Regions from separate parts of the Gasterosteus aculeatus genome. Here region 2 is linked to region 1. The links are chromatin contacts, called in public Hi-C maps. All regions are on one chromosome and are shown on one strand. The core of a region is the stretch at or near the end of the contact, and the rest is flanking DNA. Distances in the headings are between cores, read along the strand shown. Region 1 overlaps LOC120810497 (ubiquitin-conjugating enzyme E2 E1). Region 2 overlaps LOC120811175 (retinoic acid receptor beta).

Region 1 (6,289 bases), core at 1,075-3,574:
CGCCTACAAGACACACCTCGAGGTATTTCGATTTGCGGTAATTACAACCCTAGAAGAGCGTTCCCAGCGCGTATGTGAAGAGGACGGCGAACATTCCTGTGGCTCATTCCATCAGCGTTTACATGTGCAGGAGTCCTGCCATGTTCAGAGACGCCTGTTCTCACGCGTTGAGTCTTACCGCTCACACAGGTTCTCAGTGGGCTCACTTTAGTTTCCTCAAGTAGTGCACTTGCCCCTTTAAGACACCTTTGTGCGAAATGTAATGTGTACGTCTGAATGTTTCTGATTTTATACGTTTTGATTGCGGCTCTTGAGAAGTAACCTTTAATGAATATTTTTGAGTCAATAGAGTATAATGTGTTTCCAAATGAGGAGAACTTGTTCCACCTGCCTCCCAGTGGCCCAGGTGAGTCAGACGTCTGACATGTATCAACGTATGTATTTGATACATCTGAACAAATGAGCTGTTTATAAGATACTAGGTGACCTGATTTCTATATATAAACACGTTATCTACAAAATCCACCCCTACATGCCTCTTCTCAGTCACACACTGGCGGCCGTGCTAAAGTACAACAATCATTATCCGACAGTAAACTTGTAAAAGTTCTCTACGGTGTGACTGACAGGAAACATTTTGTATTCTTGCCTTCCAGCGATGTGAAAAGACAGTTTTCCAAACCAAAGTGCCGAGTTAAGAGAGAAAGGGTCAAATATTTGCTGACAGATTGAGGCCATTACAGCTTTTCTCTGCCTCTCCTGAGATACATAATGTGGGAAATGTCACTCTGACATGAGAAGTCATCCAGGTGTTACGACTCTGCAGCACATCCAACACCTTCACTAACACGGAGTGAAAAGGATTATTACGGCATGGTTAAAGGGAGGGGGGGGGGGCTTCAAGTGAAGAGTTGGGGGTTTATATTTCGCATGTAGCGTATTTGAATGTCCTTATCTACGCACATTTATCAACAGTGAGTATAAACAGTGTTGCCAAATGATCAAATATTTTAACATTGTTGACAAGGTAAAACAATTACAATCATCATATAACTACTTGTAATATTTTACAAAATATAAAGTGTCAGCAGTATATTCTGGTAATACAAAGCTACCAACCTTTAAATAACAATGTAGAAGAAAAAGGAGGCGGACGAGATTTCCTTTCCATTGTTTTCCTTTATTACCATATTTGTGGAGATAATTTAATCAGGAAGCAAAAAATATACCAGACAATAAAGTACTAAAAATCTGAGATAGAAATAACCCCTCCCCCCCGGCCGCACCCCCCCACTATGTGGGTCTATGTGGCGTATCTCTTCGTCCACTGTTTGGCTGTCTGGTCATGCTCCGCTCTGTTGGCGGTGTACTGGGTGGCGATGCTTCCCACCAGCGGGTCGGCTGAGAGGAGACAAATAGCATTCATGTTACGTTTTGGCTGCATATAAAAAATATATATACATTAGTAAAAAACTCATTTTCTTTAATTATCAACAAGAAATTGTTTTAGCTGCATTGTAAAAAATTGTAAAAGGTGAGGGTCTCGTTCTGGTCGGGAAGATGTGTTGAGAAGTTTTAGTGCCAATTCAAATCTGTGTCCATGAGCAGAATCAGAGAAGTCCTGTCAGTCTTTTGCAGCAGGTGGAACAAGAACAAGAACAACCGACGTGTCAGCAAATCTTCTGTGATACAAAATGTGCTCCTGCTTATGGCGGTAATGCAGCAAATAAACCCTCTTTGGTTTCCCTCTTAGGAGCAACGTGCGCTGGAATCGGATGTCCAGGCGACGGGTTTCCTGTCAAGGTGGCGCCACGGACTACACTTAAACACAGTTTGAAATTCCTGTTGTGTAATAAAAAAAAACTGGAACGGAAAGAGGGATATTTGAACAAATGACGAGACAAAAAAACAACAAAAAAAAAGACGTTGCACGGCTGCTAGTGTGAAACGCTTCATGTTGCAGGTTCTGAACATTTAACACATAAGCATGTGAGCTAGTGAAGTCCAGCTGGGTTACCTGGGTTACAGTCTGTGAGCAGGGAGCAGATGGACAGCAGCACCTTGGAGATGGTGAGGGCGGGGCTCCAGTTGTCCTTCAGGATGTCCAGGCAGATCACGCCCTGGCTGTTGATGTTGCAGTGGTAGATCCTGGTGCGAAAGGTCACCTGAGGGCACACAAAGGAGTCATGGTGAGATGATGCAGGACTCCTCAATGGATGTGCAGTCCTTTGCATGCAGTATAAATGTTTTATATTCATCAATTCCAAAATGGAGTTTTGTTGTGGGTGGATCCACAGCAGAGAGTCTGATCCAATGAGTCATTCCACAAAGTCAACAAACTCTTGACACACTTCTCCATTCGGAGTTTTGGTAACATTAAGACTGAACTCTTAACTTTGTCCTTCAGTGTAAAACCTGCAGTAAAGGCTTCACTTTTTATCTGCAGGACGTGACCGCCCCCTGGTGGCTGGAGTGAGGTACTTTTAGATGTCAAGAAACACTGAATAGTGTGACTCACGGCTGGCGCACGCTTCTGCGTCTTTACGCCCTGTTGTGTCGACGCACTCGTTTCAATTCATGGTTCTCAAAGTCTTGCGTGTGTTGCAGAGCAATTCGCCTCCAAAACAACAGGCGGAGTAACATGTTTCTGTTGAAGACGACCTAGAGAGTCACGTCTTTGTGTGTGGAAGTCGTTGGTTTGTTCATTTATTTATCATAGACTTTATTGCCCCGTGCATCGCCAGTGCTGCTTTTCATCGCGGACACATTTGTCCCGTATGTTCCTCTCACAACTTCCCCTCGACCGGAAAACCGACGTTTGCGGAGATCTCCCTCCGTGAATCAGAGGCCATCCGCGCGTCCTTATAGTCCGCCAATGACGGCTTGTATAAGCGGTTATATTTATGGATTTTTTTCCGACAAAAGCTCTTCAATCTGATCCGTTCTCTCGTAAACATTCTTCGTTTTAATAATGGCAGCGTTGTGCTATGAAAACGGAAATGTGAGTAGTTAGCAGACCAATCGCAGCCTTGTTGGCTGCGAGAGGCTTGCGTAGCTTTTGACGCATTGGGAAAACTGGAAATTCCATGTTTTGGCCTTTTTGGCGTCGGTCGGCAGTGGTCGTAGCAGCAAAGACGGGGATGCATTTGATGCTCAGACAGCAGAGGCAGAAAGGGGGAGTTCTAACAGGTGCACCTTCAGCTTTGCAACTTCCTGCTGATGTTTACACAGTAAACCAAACACAAAGCTGAGAAACCAATTTTCTTTTTTTATGGTTTTATCCTGCTGGGAATTAGCCTTAGTAGAACCAACAAACTGTTTTTTTACCATTGTTCCCATCATAATGTCCGCAGTCTGCGCCTAAAACGGCCTAATTGGTCCAAATGAACCAGTGGGGACCAACAAATGAACCACTACCCAGCTACTGAGCGCACACAGTGGTTTATATTAGACACAATCAAAATAAAAAAGAACAGAGAGCTCTTATTATGTATGAGAAAACCAAACACATCAACAACTGATGTCCCAAAGCCTTTTTCCTCAGCGCTTTAGAGCTCAATTATTGTTGGTAAAAATATTAAAAACAGCATATTGTTACCATGAATTAAAATGTTGGACTTCTCACAGGATTTGATGCAGAAAAACAGCAGAATTATAACATCGATTACGGTTTCAAAGCTAAAGTACAACGCTAAATACGAAAACATCGCAGAAGAAACTTTGATCAAAATCAGAAAATGTGTCAGCTTTGCGTGTCAGATTATACGACCTTTTGAACAATAATCTCACATTTCATTTCAATTGGCCTCGTTTTAGAAGTATTTCACAGTCTGTGGCACTAAAGTAACTAACCAGTACCTTGGGGGGTTTGAAGGGGTAGTCGGGGGTGAAGGCGATGTCCAGGAAGAAGACGCCTCCCTCGTACACGGAGCCCGGGGGTCCCAGGATGGTCGACCTCCACTCATAGATGTTGTCTCCCTTGGGGCCGGCGCTGCAGGCAGAAAATAAATGAACAAACAAACAAACAAAAAGCGCTTCCATATCGACGCTGGGCAGCCGCTTGATGATGCAACGTCCACACAGCAGCTAATGATGAATGAATAAAGTCAGAGGCGGAAGACGCCCACGCTGAAGACCGTCCATACATCAGTAGGGATTATATGCTTGTGTTGTTTCAAGCTGCAGCAGCTGGATCGGCATCAATGGGGTAATCAATGCAGCGTGTGCTACGGCATGAAAGGAACATATTCACTCGTGCACTGTGCGCTTGTAACCAGATGAATTGTGGGCACATCTGAAGCTCGTTCTGGAGGACCAGGGAGGCCTTTTCGCTTACGTGGTCGGTAAAAACACAATCCCAAACAGACTCTGATCTGCTGCATGTGATGTAAAAAAAAAAAAAAAAAAGGAAAATCGCATCCAATCGAAGCAATTCGGAGATATTTAATTTATTCCAGAACCTACTTTTTTTTTTTTTTCTCTTTCTTTTGACCAAATTTTTAAAAAGCAGCAAAAGCGTCTCATGACGAGTGTGTTTTTGAGGAACTTTAAACTGGAGGTTAAAAAAATATATATATATACATATATTTAATTGGATATTTTACGCTCACGCCTCAGTAGGAGCGGCTGCCGAGTGGAGCGCCACGTCCTAGCGGCTCGGTGTGGGACGCTGCGTGTCGCTCAATATCAAACCGGCATGAAAAAGTTTCAACCTGCCCAACCCTACCAGTCAGATCAGCCTCAAACCAGTCGGGCCCCACTGACAGGTTACTGCTTAATGGATCTCAGAGGACACGCTGCAGGGTGTTTTTAGACAGTAGCAGATGGGTAGAAGTACTCATCCCTCATACTGTTCGCAGTAAACAGAAATCGGATCATCACCTCGTGCGTTTAAGCAAAAGTGCAACAACGCGATTAGAACACTGTTGGGAGAAATGTCACCGCCCGCAGGTGGAAACGAGGTGGAGTCAGTCACAGCCTCGTGGTGCCGATCCAGCTCATCGGGATCAGAAAGCTGGGAGTGACGACGCGAGTGCTTTGTGTCTGAGGTCAGGTGGTTTCGGTTAGTGCGGAGACGGAAACTCACCTGCAGTTCGGCGGAGGGTCCAGAGTGATGTCAGCCAGCTCTTTCTGAATCCTGCAAAGAAACAAGTGACAAGAGAAATAATGAGACGTCGTTCTCCGCTGTTATCCTGTGTGTGGAAAAAGGGAAGAAACTTCACACATTTGGGGTCAAGCAAACAGAATACAGGACGAACCGGGAAAATCCGCACGCAGCGTGATTTCATTTATAAAAAGGATCCAGGTTTTATATCTGCAACGGTGAGGCGCCAAATGATTGGAGTCTTCGGGTAATGACCACATTTTCACAACCGGGAGGCACAACTCGCATGACACTGTGATTTTGTTCCCTTTTTTTCTGCTTCACATAGAAAATAAACAGGGAAATGTCAGCATGTTTCGATTTTAGGGGGAAACAAAAATGAACTCAAGAGAGATGTGTGTGTGTGTGTGTGTGTGAGGTTGTGTTTGTTTTTCTCACAGGAGAAAAGGGAAGTTTTTATCTCCGTCCAGAGAGAAATTAGTACGACTTCCTCCTCTCAGATGGAGAGGCCTTCAGTCAAGAAAAAGCAGGATAATAAGAGGAAACCACTAATACATAATAGATTACAATGTGGAGTTGTTCTTGTTCGTGACCTTTTGGCGCTGGTGGAAAGCAGCTTGGAGGTCTTGCTCATGCTGGCTTTGCTCTCCCGTTTCTTTTTGCAAAGTACGTCCCTCTGTCTGGTCTGGCTGGAGGAAGGCGGCGATGAAGACGAGCTGGTGCTGGCACGGGAATCCTCATCCGACATTCCGGTTTGGAGTTTGGAGATGAGCCGGAACCTGAGGGAGCGACGACCAGAACAACCCAAACGAGCAGACGTGTTAACGCCGCCGCCGCTGCAGGAAGCGGACGCCAGTCGGTTTCATAACGCACGAGCCACTTTCACTATTTATAAACATACATTAGCATTTTTAACCGACGGTGGTTTTTATGTCCCTGCAGCCGCTGAAGCAGAAATACTGTCACGCTTTATTTTGGTGTTGACGGACCCAGATGAAGATGATGTGCTGTGGTTTGCTTTTTTTTAAAATTTATAAACATGAACTGGTTTACATAAGCAACAGCTGGTTTACCTGCCACACGCACACACCACGTTATATTTGCATTTTGCATGTAACTTATATTAAGTCAGATTTGTTTTCAGAACTAACTGCCGGTTTAACTAAGCTCTATCTGAGTCAATAT
Region 2 (6,498 bases), core at 2,968-5,467, 45 kb before region 1:
GGCTGCGAGACAAAGGTCTTCAATAATAAGAATAAATGTAAAAGACACTTTACCTCGATTTAATATTCGTATTTAAAAACATCACAATGTCTGTCTGCGGCTTCACAAGCAGCCGACTACAAGAACGTGCACTCTGAGATCCTGTTATCGTTGTCAATTTGATTAACGGCCGAAACGTGTATTTTTAATCACAGAATGTTTTCATTTTAAAGAGCGCAGCACAGATGGAGCTGACTTCCGTATGCACTTTCATCCAAAAGGGATTTGTCTATATAATCTGTTTAAGAAATGTCTATTTTGAAATGAAATACGCAACAAACTGTTTATTGTGGACAATGTTATTGCTGTGTATTATGTTGTAAAAGCATTTGGCGCCAACGTTGATGCACTGAGTGGGCCGAGACAAAATGTTTGAAGCAGATGTAGTAAACTTAATAGTTATACAACAATGTCAAGACGCCTACAATCAAGATCACCGACGAGTACAGAAACCTCTTTCATCTGTGTGGCTCTTTGGTTGTGACTTACCGGATGATACATTGGATTTTCTTGCACCTGGAAAGTTATTTAAATAAAACCATCTGAGAAGTTTAAAAAGGAAGACAATTTCTTTGGAACACACACAACTTTCTAAATACACTTTTGCAGAGGTTTGATTTAAAAAAAAAAAGGTCTTTTATGAAATGAAACATTTATCAGGTAATATCTGATGAATGGAGGGGGAAGCGAAAACTACAATAATATCTGAAAAAGAGTGTAATGAGCAAAAAAAACAAAGAAATATCCAATAAATGTATATGCCATCACAAAACATGGTTTGAATAATAAATACAAGCGTTAATCAATTGTGCAACTTCAGTGGAAACATGACGCAGCTAAATTAAATCATATACACAAGACTTTAATAGAGCAAGAAAAACAAACATATCAAACGTGATGAAATGTTCCGGGTTAAATTGGCAAAATATGTAGAATTCACAAAATATGTAAGATAGCATATGTGGAGTGAGCACATGAGTTCTTAAAGTACAATTACAGAAGATATTTTATACACCAACCAAAGTCTGTTTAATAGAATGTACATTTCTTGAGGCACAAATGTTTCTGATGTTAAATATAAATACCGCTCTGCGTATTGTAAAATTAGACTGCTTTTCCCATAATCCTTTTTATCCTTTATTTTTAATCAGTATTATTTCTACAGTAAACAGTATTTCCCGTGATAGGACAATATCAAAAACAATGCGTTTCTAAAACTTATTTTGTTAAAGGAAAAAAAAAAGTTTGAGCTTTCAAAAATAAGGATCTTTTATTTATCTATTATTATTACTGAAACTCAAACATTTCGGTAAACATGGAGGCCTACTAATAGCTTCAAAAACAACATTTGAGATTAAACTTGAAAATAGCATGTAGAATATATGTGATGGAATAAAGTTGTGCGTTAGCTTACTAACGGTGCAGATATATTTTATACTGCAGATATCCAGCAAAATGTACAACAACTGATTGAAGTTTTTAAAGGAGCAGTTCCACATTTAGAGAAATACATCGTACTTCCTGTTTGTTTCCCGTTCCATTTGATACCAAAAAAACAACAACAGTGTAAACAACCGCTGGTGGTTTTACAGGGCGAGCGTTGCGCACGGACTATTTGTTGTGTCGCTGAGAGAGCGGCCGCGGCAGAAATCATCCCGACATTTACCACAACATCTTTATTCAGTGTGAAAAGAGATCATTTTATAGAGCTCTCGAAAAACGTGTTAATATAATTTAAAGTACGTTCTGCGAACAATGACAGAGTGGAATGTATCGCATCACAGGGCTGAGCCTCTTTGAAACAAATGAATGATTTCCATCATTTTGATATGGTTTGCGATAATTTCTTCATTGAAAAAATATTTCAGGGACTTGACCCAAATAGAAATGATTCCTTCGGTCTGATGAATATGAAAGGTAGAAAAGGACGTCACTGCAGTGCGACAATATTTATCTTCAAGTAAAAGTGCAAAATTCTGACCCATTTTACTTCATGGAAATGAGCAAAATGTTGCGCCTCCTATTGTCAGACAAACACTTATCTAAATAATTTTGTTCAGATAAAGTCAAAGACTCATCCCTGAATAAGTACTTTTGTTCACTTTTTTGTTTTCAAGGCCTGTATAGAGTCAGTTAAGTACCTTTGTGAACTTTACCGGTTATGAACATTCACCTTTCCGGAAAATGTTTCCCTTTTGTCTGGACAAATCTGCTTTGTTCACAGCTTTCTTTTTACAAACAGTCAATTGCGTGTACAAGCAGTAGACGTTTTAAGTCTGTGTGTTAAATAACTTAGGAAGCTAAAGAAGTTGTTATCAAATGAGGTAAACGTAATCCATGCATGTATAAATACAGTAGAATCCTGTGTTATTCCCACTGGTTATGAGGGTAAAAAAAGGAAACTGTGATACAATCTAAAAACTACACCATTCAGTTTTTTCCACTTTGAGGCAGAAATTAGCACTTTGCTCATCAGCGTAATAACTGAATCTCTTCTTCTGTGAAACTGAGGTAAGACACTAGTAACCCTGCGGATCTTTAGTTCATCCTGTTAGCGTCCCCTCGGGACACAAAGTTTCTTTGATCCGTCTCAGAGTGAGAAGTCAGGAGGAGGCGATGCGCTGTGTGTGCTGGCTGCTGTTGGCCTCCGCTTGGCTCTCCTCAGAGCGTTTCTCCAGGTCCTGCAGATCCTCCAGCATCTCCTGGATCAGAGGGGGCAAGGAGCCCGGGATCTCCATCTTCAGCGTCACCACCCTCTCCGCTCCTGAGGGACAACGAGAGAACCGTCACGGAGCAGTTCCTCTTTCGAAAGGGCATTTAACACTTCCTGGTCTTCACTGCACCACTTTGTTGGATAATCACGAGAGGAAACATCTCACAGAATCCCTGTATGACGAGTGAAGGACTTGATGTCGCTGTCTGACCTTTGGCGCTGATGCTGCGGAGGTCGGTGATTTTCATGAGGGCCTTGGGGAACATCAGGGGCATGCTGGGCCGCCGTTTGCGGGAGTAAATCTTCAGCGCCTCCAGCAGCGGCTCCTGCAGCACCTCCACCTTCGACGGCTCCTCCAGGTCTTGTCGGTCTGTTCAAACCCACCAGAGTATTTCACTTTTTCCCTCCCAGAGCTATAGAAGTAAGGGTTGTGCGTTTGCCTCAGTACCTCCGGAGACCAGACAGATGGCGCTGAGCAGGCCGCTCTCCGTGTCGTCCATCTGCAGCGGCAGCAGCTGGCCGGCGAACGTGAAGACCTGATCCGTCAGCGGCCCGAAGCCGGCGTTGTGGATCTGAGTGCGGGTCAGGGTCAGCCCGTCGGAGAAGGTCATGGTGTCCTTGTCGGGAGTGTAGCGAGTGCAAATCCTCAGGATCTGGGATGGGAGGAGAGAGGAGTGAGGAAGGGGAGGAAAAAAGAAAGACGATTTGACAGATCCATCCATAATTTCTACACCGGCATCTGTGAAATAACCACGATAACGGCACAGGACATTATGTGTTGTTCTAATCAAGCCGGACGTCATTTATTTGATCCCTTGTACTTCTGCATCTCTTTGTCTTGGACATTTTATTTTTATAAACACCTCACTTTAAGCAATTGTCACAGTTTCCAATAAAACACCAGGAAGCAGAAAGCCATGTTTAGGAGACAGGCGTACCAGGATGTCCAGGCAGGCGGTTTTGAGCAGAGTGATCTGGTCGGCGATGGTCAGGCCGGTGAAACCAGGCACTCGCTTGGCGAACTCCACCACCTTGATGATGCACTTGGTGGCGAGCTCGCTGAACTTGTCCCACAGCCCGAGGTCCAGCTGAATCCTGTGGTCCGAGCTGGAGTTCTGGATGGAGGAGAAAGGACCAAGAGGTTATTTTGAGGTACTTAGCATTCGTGTGTGGGGGATTTTCACACAGTCATTGATTCCGTTGTGGTTTTCACTATAGAACGCACACTGGGGCTCATTGTTCAAATACTGCCAACAGCGTGTAGAAACGTTGCAATGTGGTCCATTTCCTGTTGGTGGCGCCAGAGAAGCATTTTGTTGTAACCGGCGTAAACGCTGAGCTTCATCGCCCCGGAATATACTATGCATGACTCGGCTGACACACGCAAACACACACACGCATGCATTACCCACACACACATTGACACACATTGACACACTGGGGCAGATGCTGCCACACAAGGTGCGTGTCAGATGCAGTGGTGACTCACAGTCCCGCTCACGTGCAATCTGAGGTTTGGCATGTTGAGATACTACACTGTGAGATGATGCAAACAAAACGAAATACAGCTACTTACAATGACAACGATAAACAATTGCTGTTACGCAATCGCTTGTACTTTACGGTCTGGTTTTTTAGTAGGCCTTTTGCAATGAATACATTTCTGAAGTTGATAATAAATGAGATTTTTAGATTTACAAAACTAGGTTCAAAATGAGTCAATACAGATTTAAAAATAAAAACCAAATCTGCATTGTAGTTTCCACATTAAACTATCCACCCTGGAGCTCTTTGCAGAACTACTGTTACAGAAAAGTTACAATGTGGTCACATTTCACACAAAGTGCCTCCTGCACATCACCGTCCCGTCTCGACTCACTGTGGTGTATTTTCCTAGTTGGCAGAGAGAGGGGAAGGTCTCCCTGTGAGCAATGCAGATCTTCTCCACTATCAGGCCCAGCTCCGCCGTCAGCTCGTACGTCTCCATGACGGTCATCTTCACCGCCTCCTTCTTCCCCTTCCTGCTGTTCCTGTCGTTCCTCACTGCTGCAGAGGAGAAGGACGCACGTTGTGAGATGCTTTTCAAATGATACAAAAACATTTGTGCTTACTGTATCTATTCACACTTATATAAAAGTATATATATAAAGACACATACAATGATATATGTATACATATAGAAACAGATATATACACATGTTTGTAAAGTCATGGGGGGCCTTGACCTTTCAGGCTTCAGTGTCTTTGCCTGGTTGAGTCCTTCAGTAAAAGAGGAGGATTGAATATCAGTGTCGGTCTGTAAAGCCCCTGAAATGACCTAGAAAGATGAACGTGAACAGCTTTGAGTGGAACTGAGAGTCTCCCATGTAATCAGTTGGCAGTAAACTGAGGGCAATAACATAACATGATAGCTCGAGGGGGGCAAGAAGCAGGCCGACTCGTCACCAGGTGAGCCTCTCATAATCCGCCGGTGTCAACGCGTCTCGACCACTTGGCTCGAGCGGCTGCACACACGCTCGGAATTATGCAACTGAGCCATCTCGGCGCTTCTCACCATCACCCACTCCTCCTCTTTCATCATCCTCCTCCTCCTCCTCATCGTCATCTCTGGGTGACCTACATTCAGTCGTCATCGTGCAAACAAGTGAGATCGTGTTACACGCTGAGCCGACTGAGTTACATCGCATCCACCTGCCCTGCTACACGTGGCGTGTTTATGTAACACGCGTGTGTGTGTGTGTGTGTGTGTGTGTGTGTGTGGACTGGCCACAACGTGAACATGTGGGTGGGCGGGTCCTTCACCCGTAACGCACACACTCTGTCATCTGGGTCGAGTTCACTGGGAACTTTGACTCATTTGAAGATGTATATCTTCAGATGAGATGTATATCTTCAGATGAGATGTATATCTTCACGGATGTCACAAATTGATCAGTCGATGGCAATACGGGGAAAATTCCGGAACTATCGATACCAAATTTGATCATCTGGTAAAACAACAAACGGTACGTCGTAAATCCAACGAACTCTTCATTGTTCCCATATTGTTTTTTTATTGTGAAGTTAGATAGGTCACAATTCCCTCACGGGTATATTCGGTGTTCATGTATTATTGGAGTGAAAAAATAACCACGAAAAAACGGTATTTATTATTATAATTATTATAAGTGTTCCTGCCGAAACTGTATTCTACAACGTTACGTTTGAAGACATCATGGAAACATTATAATGTCCCTGCTTCTGGTTCTGAATAGTGGAACCAGACCTGAAGTGCCTTAAACCTGCATTCTGTGTACTGACCACCAGGGGGGGCTCCTCCGGCTGACTCGACTTCTTTCCTGATTCATTCCCTCAGTGAACATTGGGATGAGCAGTTTATGATCAGTTTAAAGCAGTATGCTTTAGGGGCGGGGCTACCTTGTGATTGACAGTTCTCTGCCAAAACTAGGGATAAGGGCTTGATGGGAGAGATTAAGCCCTTGGGTGGATATCTTAAAATGTGGGTCAAGAGACACTTAAAGCAACAAAAACATGTGTCTCTATGAAATGACATATGAAAAATTCAAAATTTAGAGCGTATCTATTGCCTCCACACGGAAAAAGAACAATACAATCAACAAGCAGCAAACAATAAGTAGTAATGTTCATACCCTCAAATGTATCACAATTAAAGGAAGACAATAAAAATAACACTGTGTAAAATGCAACATTTAGGCTAAATTGCTTAAATCCAGATCAGAAATAGG

Evidence for each region. Hi-C and Micro-C count contacts between places; a contact is called where the count stands out from the background.
Region 2: a contact with region 1 is called in a Hi-C map of skeletal muscle, with 8 times the contacts expected there. The contact joins two enhancer-like sites. A contact is called at or near these places in 3 of 6 Hi-C or Micro-C datasets (skeletal muscle and whole body).

Annotation. Positions count from the first base shown.
Region 1 is chr20:5,054,771-5,061,059 of fGasAcu3.hap1.1, reverse strand. LOC120810497 (ubiquitin-conjugating enzyme E2 E1) reads right to left here. Exons shown (of 6, transcript XM_040165083.2): 2 at 5,698-5,883; 3 at 5,087-5,137; 4 at 3,859-3,991; 5 at 2,018-2,165; 6 at 1,160-1,401. The coding sequence starts at 5,852. The coding sequence ends at 1,304. Among protein-coding and RNA genes, the nearest start is that of LOC120810497, 4.4 kb to the right of the region's middle. Within about 2 kb of position 2,324, at least 1 of the 9 cell types and tissues checked has open chromatin away from gene starts, as enhancers often do.
Region 2 is chr20:5,101,185-5,107,682 of fGasAcu3.hap1.1, reverse strand. It overlaps LOC120811175 (retinoic acid receptor beta), which reads right to left. Exons shown (of 8, transcript XM_040166375.2): 4 at 4,632-4,795; 5 at 3,691-3,867; 6 at 3,201-3,405; 7 at 2,964-3,122; 8 at 886-2,803. The coding sequence ends at 2,643. It also overlaps LOC120810393. Among protein-coding and RNA genes, the nearest start is that of LOC120811175, 7.6 kb to the right of the region's middle. Within about 2 kb of position 4,217, at least 4 of the 9 cell types and tissues checked have open chromatin away from gene starts, as enhancers often do.